2 separate regions of the Mus musculus genome follow, and region 2 is linked to region 1. A link is a contact called in public HiChIP or PLAC-seq data. All regions are on one chromosome and are shown on one strand. Each heading gives the region's core, a stretch centred on a gene start, on an enhancer-like site or on the middle of the called end of the contact. The rest is flanking DNA. Distances are from core to core; before and after follow the strand shown.

The links. HiChIP or PLAC-seq counts read pairs in DNA pulled down with a chosen protein or histone mark.
Region 2: a contact with region 1 is called in an H3K4me3 HiChIP or PLAC-seq map of stem cell-derived neural progenitor cells, with 50 read pairs. The contact joins the promoter of Mtss1 here to the enhancer-like site in region 1. A contact is called at or near these places in 12 of 39 promoter capture datasets (the C10 cell line, the HPC-7 cell line, HPC-7-derived erythroid cells and 7 more), 1 of 15 datasets of contacts at CTCF or cohesin (large pre-B cells), 11 of 484 Hi-C or Micro-C datasets (CD4 T cells, the G1E-ER4 cell line, bone marrow-derived macrophages and 6 more), 23 of 115 datasets of contacts at active chromatin or transcription factors (the 230-238 cell line, the SCID.adh cell line, bone marrow-derived macrophages and 14 more) and 4 of 9 other capture datasets (adipose tissue, liver, macrophages and 1 more).

The regions. Positions count from the first base shown.
Region 1 is chr15:58,955,708-58,958,646 of GRCm38.p6, forward strand. Mtss1 (MTSS I-BAR domain containing 1) reads right to left here. Exons shown (of 15, transcript NM_144800.2): 8 at 726-883. Among named protein-coding and RNA genes, the nearest start is that of Ndufb9, 23 kb to the left of the region's middle. Within about 2 kb of position 1,429, at least 20 of the 459 cell types and tissues checked have an H3K27ac peak or open chromatin away from gene starts, as enhancers often do. A contact at or near this core is called in neural progenitor cells, neural stem cells and stem cell-derived neural progenitor cells, where this site is marked.
Region 2 is chr15:59,080,516-59,083,680 of GRCm38.p6, forward strand. Mtss1 (MTSS I-BAR domain containing 1) reads right to left here and starts at 1,511. Exons shown (of 15, transcript NM_144800.2): 1 at 941-1,511. The coding sequence starts at 1,012.

The sequences.
Region 1 (2,939 bases), core at 179-2,678:
AGGGCACAGGTACAGACAGAGGAACAACTCCAATCTGAGAATTCCGCTAGGGTGGAGAGAGCTGCCCCAGGAGCCTTCCTGCAGCGTCGAGAGTGGCTGCTGCAAACTCTGCTCGGGGTTTACTGGAAAACTATGTGGGAGCGGATCCCGAGATGCTTCCGAGGGCTTAAGACACAGATGTGCGGGGTCCCAGGCTTGGAGTCTGAGATACGGTGGGCCTCAGAATGTTCCTATCTAGTTGACAGGTGCTGGCGTCGCCCTGGAACTCTTACCTTAGGATTCTTTCGTTTGTTTGTTTTCTGAGGTAGGGGAAAAAAACAAGCCTCACTCTGTAGCTCTAGGTGGTCTAGAATTTACTGTGCAGCCGCGACTTGCCTAAAATTCACAGCGACCCTCTTGTATCAGCCTCCATGGTGCTGGGATTACAGGCTTGGGCCACCATGCCCAGATAGGGTACACCATAACTCAGTTATAAATAAATAAATAAATAAATAAATAAATAGGCAAGCCCAAATAGGATGAGCATTGCTATGAACTGCGGATAAGGAGTTGGCCACGTGGACATCAGCTCCTCGCTGAGAATCTAATGTGTGGACATGCTTCCGCCATCGAGATTCAAGATAGCAGTAGGTGGCTGTCAGTAGGCTGGTGGATGTATAAATCAAGAAGGAAAGCCCTCCCCACACTACCTAGTTCAAGCCTTCCAGAGGTTTCCATCGACTTACGATCACTGGCCGCAGCATAGAGATGAAGGTGCAGAACCGGCCTCGTTCTTCGATGAGTGCCTTGCGCACAGCCTGCTTCTCCGTTTCCTCCAACAGGAGGTATTTATCGTTGACATCCTGGAGAGCGCTGTCCAACTGAGGCTGGATGTCGCCCCTCCCTGTGAACAGAACAAGGCGGAATGGTCAGCTCGCTGAAATGCCAGCTCCGAGAACAAATTCCCTTCTCTGAAGTCCTCGCTGGAGGCAAAGCACCCTTTGCCAGGACTTAAAAACATTACTCATCGCTCCCAAAAGACTGGAAGCAGCTGCTTTTCCTAGGAGCATCTATTTCCTGTTCCTAACCTCTGAAGGGAGTATTTACTTATCTGGCTGATTTGCCAGCGAGGAGCATCTCCTGCGATGGCTTCCTAGCTTGCAGGCCTTGTGCGAGCCTGCAGACCCCTGTGCCAGCAAACCTCGGGTCACACAGTGACAGCATTCCTTTCTTTGTTTCGTCTGGGGATGGGGAGCAAGGTGTCTAGGGACGCTTCCAAAAATGCATACAAGCTGGCTTTGTCAGGTCCACCTCAGTCAAAGAGCCTTTGTTTAGGCACAAGTTCCAGTCCCTGAAGACAAAGGTAGTTATTCAGCTCCTAGTCCTCGGACCTGGGAATGGTTGGCACTAAGTCCCTAATGGAGGGCTCCAATGCCCTTCCTGCAGAAGGAACCTGGTAACCAGATGTCTATAGTTAGGTCTTTGTTGGTGACAAAATGAAGAACAAACCTACACTGAGCGGAGCCGTATTATTTACTTATCTGGCCACACCACCAGACTCTAGTTATCCGAACAACGTTTTACTGTTTCCAGTAATCAGTTAAGCAACTCTAGAACAGGGATAGCTGTCTGTGTAAATAAAGTTTTATTAGAACACGGTCACACACACTCATTTACATATATGTCCAGGGACCAAGAATATTTGGCCTTTTGCAGAATTAGTCCTGCTGCACTAGTCTAGATCTGACCTGTTGCTGGGGACAGCAGGGTCACACACAGGATACTAGCTCTTAAGCTTCTACCCTGGACCTTTGGCAAAGAGGCTTTACCTACATTCAAGCCAGAGAAAGAATTTCTAAGCTCCTTCAGGGCGAGGTTTTAGCCTTTCCCTGAGATCCCTCACAGTATCTGCATGTGTACACAGCACGTGCTATGTAAGTACTTGCTTCGTAACTTTAAACACAGAACTGGAAGGCGTGTTAGGGTCTTCCTAACTGTTCGGGTTGAAGAGGTCAAACCTTAAGAAGTTGAAGGATTCATCCAAGGTAGAGATCAGGGCTAAGGCCCAAACAGCCTGACTCCCTGAGCCCTTGACCTATCTTCTCTGTCCACTGTCTCAGTGAATGACGAATTCAGTTGCCATTCAGGAAACTGCTAGATCAATCGCCATAGCTGTCCCCTTACAAACCACATGTAAGACAGTAAATGTAACCCATCGTTGGGTGCAAGGACTGGCCAGGCCAGGGAGGCCTACCTTGGCTATATGATATACCCTGTACTTTCTCTCAAACGCAGATGAGAATGTCAAACCTGAATGGAAAATCTTATCAGAACTTCATAAAACTCTACAGACTTAACAAAAGTCCGAGAGAAGAGTGGCCGTGTTCTAGTTAAGAAAGAGCCATTTGTAATTAGTGCATAATAGGAAGATCATATAGAGTCAAAACCCACCCTTGAAAATACTTAATAAGCTCAGAATACACAGTTTTAGACATAAATAACCTTTGCTAGCTCAAGAAAGTACGTAACATACTGTATGTATAACACAGAGCATCTAAGAATGTAAGTGGCGGCCCCCAGCAGTCACCCACTTCCTGAGAAAGTTCCAATATTCTCAGGGTGAGCCGCTCACCCAGTCTTCCACTACCTGTCCCTCCAGAGAGTCCTCTCCCTTCACTCAGCACGGAGGGAACCAGGCACCCAAACAACCTGCCCACCTCACCCACTGCGTTCCCGTGTAGTTAGACAGAGAACACTGAAGCCAGGCTCCCATCCTCCCCTGGGATGGTCCACCAAAACCTCTGCCTCTCACGGATGTCTACCCCACTGGGGCCAAAGTCGAGCTGAGAAAGCAGGGACCATCAATGCTCTGACAACTACAGATTTCCTCTGCTCACAGTGAAATGCTGACTCGTGAATATGTCCACCATACCACCCACTGACGGCCAAGCTCAGAAGCC
Region 2 (3,165 bases), core at 261-2,760, 120 kb after region 1:
ACTGGAAAAAAATGCCCCCCACTACCGCCCCCAATTCCCACTTCCAGGCAGCTCCTGGAACTGCTTCTATCTTATTAGGGTGGGTAACCTAAGTCACGGTGTACCTCTGAGCACCAGAAAACCCACAATCGAGGATCAGGTTATCTCCAGTCCCACCCTTTGCAGGAAAAGGCTAGGGTTGTTCCCCGCCCCCAACACACTCGCGCGCACTCACACGCACACACAATCCTTCCCAGAGAAGAGTGGGGTGTGGATGTGTGTTTGAGAGAGCTGGGTATAGTAGTTTTGGAAACCTCAACCTTGCCTTCCTGTTGTGAGCCTCTCAGGCTCGGGGTCCCTGGGAACTTCTGCGCCAAGCCCCGGGGGAGGGTATGGGGAATGCAAGGAACACCATCAGCAGCTCTGGAACAGACTAATTAATAACTAATTTGCTCAGATTCCCCTACTCCAGGTAGACCTGAAAGCCAAGCTTGTAACAACCCTGCCACCCAATCTCCCAGGCCGGAAGACTCTTTCCTGCAGCCAAGCAGGGGCCCCCACTACCGCTCCACCACCGCGCCAAGCACTCCACCCCAAACCCAGGGAGTCAGGTGTCCTCCAGGGCGTCCATCCTCCACGGGTCGCAGACACTCAGTCCAGGGACAGACAATGGAAAACTTGGAACTAGGGCCCTAAACCCCCAAAGGAACAAGATGGTGTCGCCCCCTGGGATTATGAATGCAGGGGTTGGTAAGTGGCATCAGACTCTCCCCCACTAGCCCCCGGGAAGTCGCCTGCCCAGTGACCCAGCACAGCCGGAGCAGTGCGGCGGGTAAGAAGGTGACACCCGGGTCGCCAGAGCTCCCGCAGGTGGCCGGCAGCGCCGGCGAGGGCCAGGCCGGCCGCGGTGGAGGGGAAGCCCCGCGGCGAGGTCAGAGCAGCCGCGCCCCCAGCGTCCTACCTTCATGTCGCTGATGATGGTCTGGAAGAGGCCTCCAAGCGCGCTGCATTCCTTCTCGATCACAGCCTCCATTTTCCCGGCGCGGCGGGGACAGGACACGCTCTCGGGGCGGCTGCACTGCGCACGGGGCCGGGCTCGCTCAGCCCGGGAGCGGTTTCACCCTGGGAGCGACCTACCTCCGGCTCGCCGCCGGTTTTGCAGAGAGCACGCGGTGCTCGCAATTTACTGCACTCTGCCCCCCCAAGTCCCAATCCAAGACGCCCAGCCGCTCCGGAGGGCGAGTCACCTATGTGCAGTGCTCGGCTCCTGGTCTCAAAAATGCCCGGAGAAGACTGACAATCAAGCCACCAAGAGTGCCCACGACGGAAAAGGCGAAGCCCATCTTGGTGCAGAGAAAACCGCCCGCTGACCCGGGGCCAGCGCCATTTACGAAAAAAAAAAAAATGTCTTCCAAATATAATTTTTTTCTGAAACTCCAAAATAAAGAAAGAGAGAACGAAAAAGGGCAGCAGCAGACGAGGTCAGCTCGCGTCGCCCGGATCTGTTGCTCGCAGACGCGGCCGCCGCCTCCTTTTTACTCCTGTGCGCCCGGCCCCGCGCTCGCTCTGGCGGTGCTCCCGGGGATGTTGCGAGGAGCGCACGCGCGCTCGCGACCGTCTGGCGCGGGAGCGCGGGGGAGGCGCGCGCCCGCGGCTCGTGCGTGAGCCGCCCGAGGGCGGGGCTGGGAGCGCGCGCTGGCTGAGAGGCGTGCAGAGCGCCTGCTGCAAGGAGGAGCTGGCGGGAGGGTAGGCGAGCCCGGTGTGCGTCTCCCGGACGTTCAGAGCGCCTCGTGCGGCGAGGGTCTCTGAGTGGAGAGGGCGAGTGAGCGCCCAGCCGCCCACAATGGCAGCTAGCGTGCAGGGAAGCCGCGCTGCACCTCCGGCCCCGCCCCTCGAGGGACCTGCAAGGTCGGCACGTTGAGCGCTGCGCCCCGCACCTGGTGAGCGACCAGTGAGGCGGGAAAGCTGTTACTGCTGTCGCTGCTGCAGCCTCTGGAGAAGAGGCCTCTTCGATGATGTCAGGACTGCAACGCCCGAGTCACGGCTGCAGGGAGCCAGCTACAAGATTAGGGAGAGTCTGGGAAGAGTATCCTGCGGTGGGATGCTGAGTTCCAGAAAGTTGCAGGGCGCTAGATTGATCTGCTGAGGCTGAGCGAACGCAAAGGGCATCAGGGTTCCTAATCACTTGCCCATCTGTCTGTACAGATCGTTGGCTGCATATGGCTGGAATGCTGATGGTTTTCCAGCCAGGGTTGCCATAGCCACAGAAAACCCCCTTGAGAAGTTTTTAAAAAGGGCACCAAAGACTGAGGTGGGCTTGATAAATGTGTCCCTAGCATCTCTGCCTAACTCCGTAGCCAGGAGCACTTATTCTGACGTCTTCCGGTGTCTGGTAGGGGATCAAATGGGCAACTTGTAAACGATCTTAAAGCACCTAATTGAACCGTTTGCAAGAGTCAACGGAACCCGTGTCGAGCTTGACCAAAAGGATCCTGTCAAATGCTGTAGTCCCAATTAACTCAGTTTAGTAAGTCATTCTTTCAACACTGATCAAAAGAATGTAGGGAACTCTGCACAGAACACTGATGTTTGTATTTTCCTTCAGGTCACTCTCCCTGACATCTGGAGAGGCCAAACCTTCTGTAAGTCACTTCTGTGCAGCAACCCTGCTGCTTCCGGCCCTTAAGGAGATTCAGTTGCAAATACCTCACCTGCACCTTGCCCATATTAGTACTTGACACGTGCTGTGTTCTCCGGAATTGTTTTTTTTTATGTTAATGTCGCTGTTATTATAATGATCCAAGTCACGGGACTGGCTGGTACAAGCTCCATTTTACAACCCATGAACCCTGTGGCCTTGAGTAAGTTATCTGAGCCCTCTGGGCCACAGTGTTCTCCTTGGTAACCAGGAGTGATGGTGGTACTTACCTGATAGCTGTCTTAAGCATTGCACGAGCTAATAAGTGAAAATGCTTCAAGTGGTATTTGATACAAGGGAAGTCAACACTCAGGAAATCCTCAATAAAAGTAGGCCAGGCCAAGAATCAAGTGCAATCTAGCTTCAGATCACCTATTGCAAGCCTGCAGTGTTGGCATGTGGTCACCGCAGAGTGCATTCTGCAACTTTATGCACTACAGCTAATTGAAGGTCCTTGTTTTTGTTGGTGGAAGAAGTTGGACCTGCCT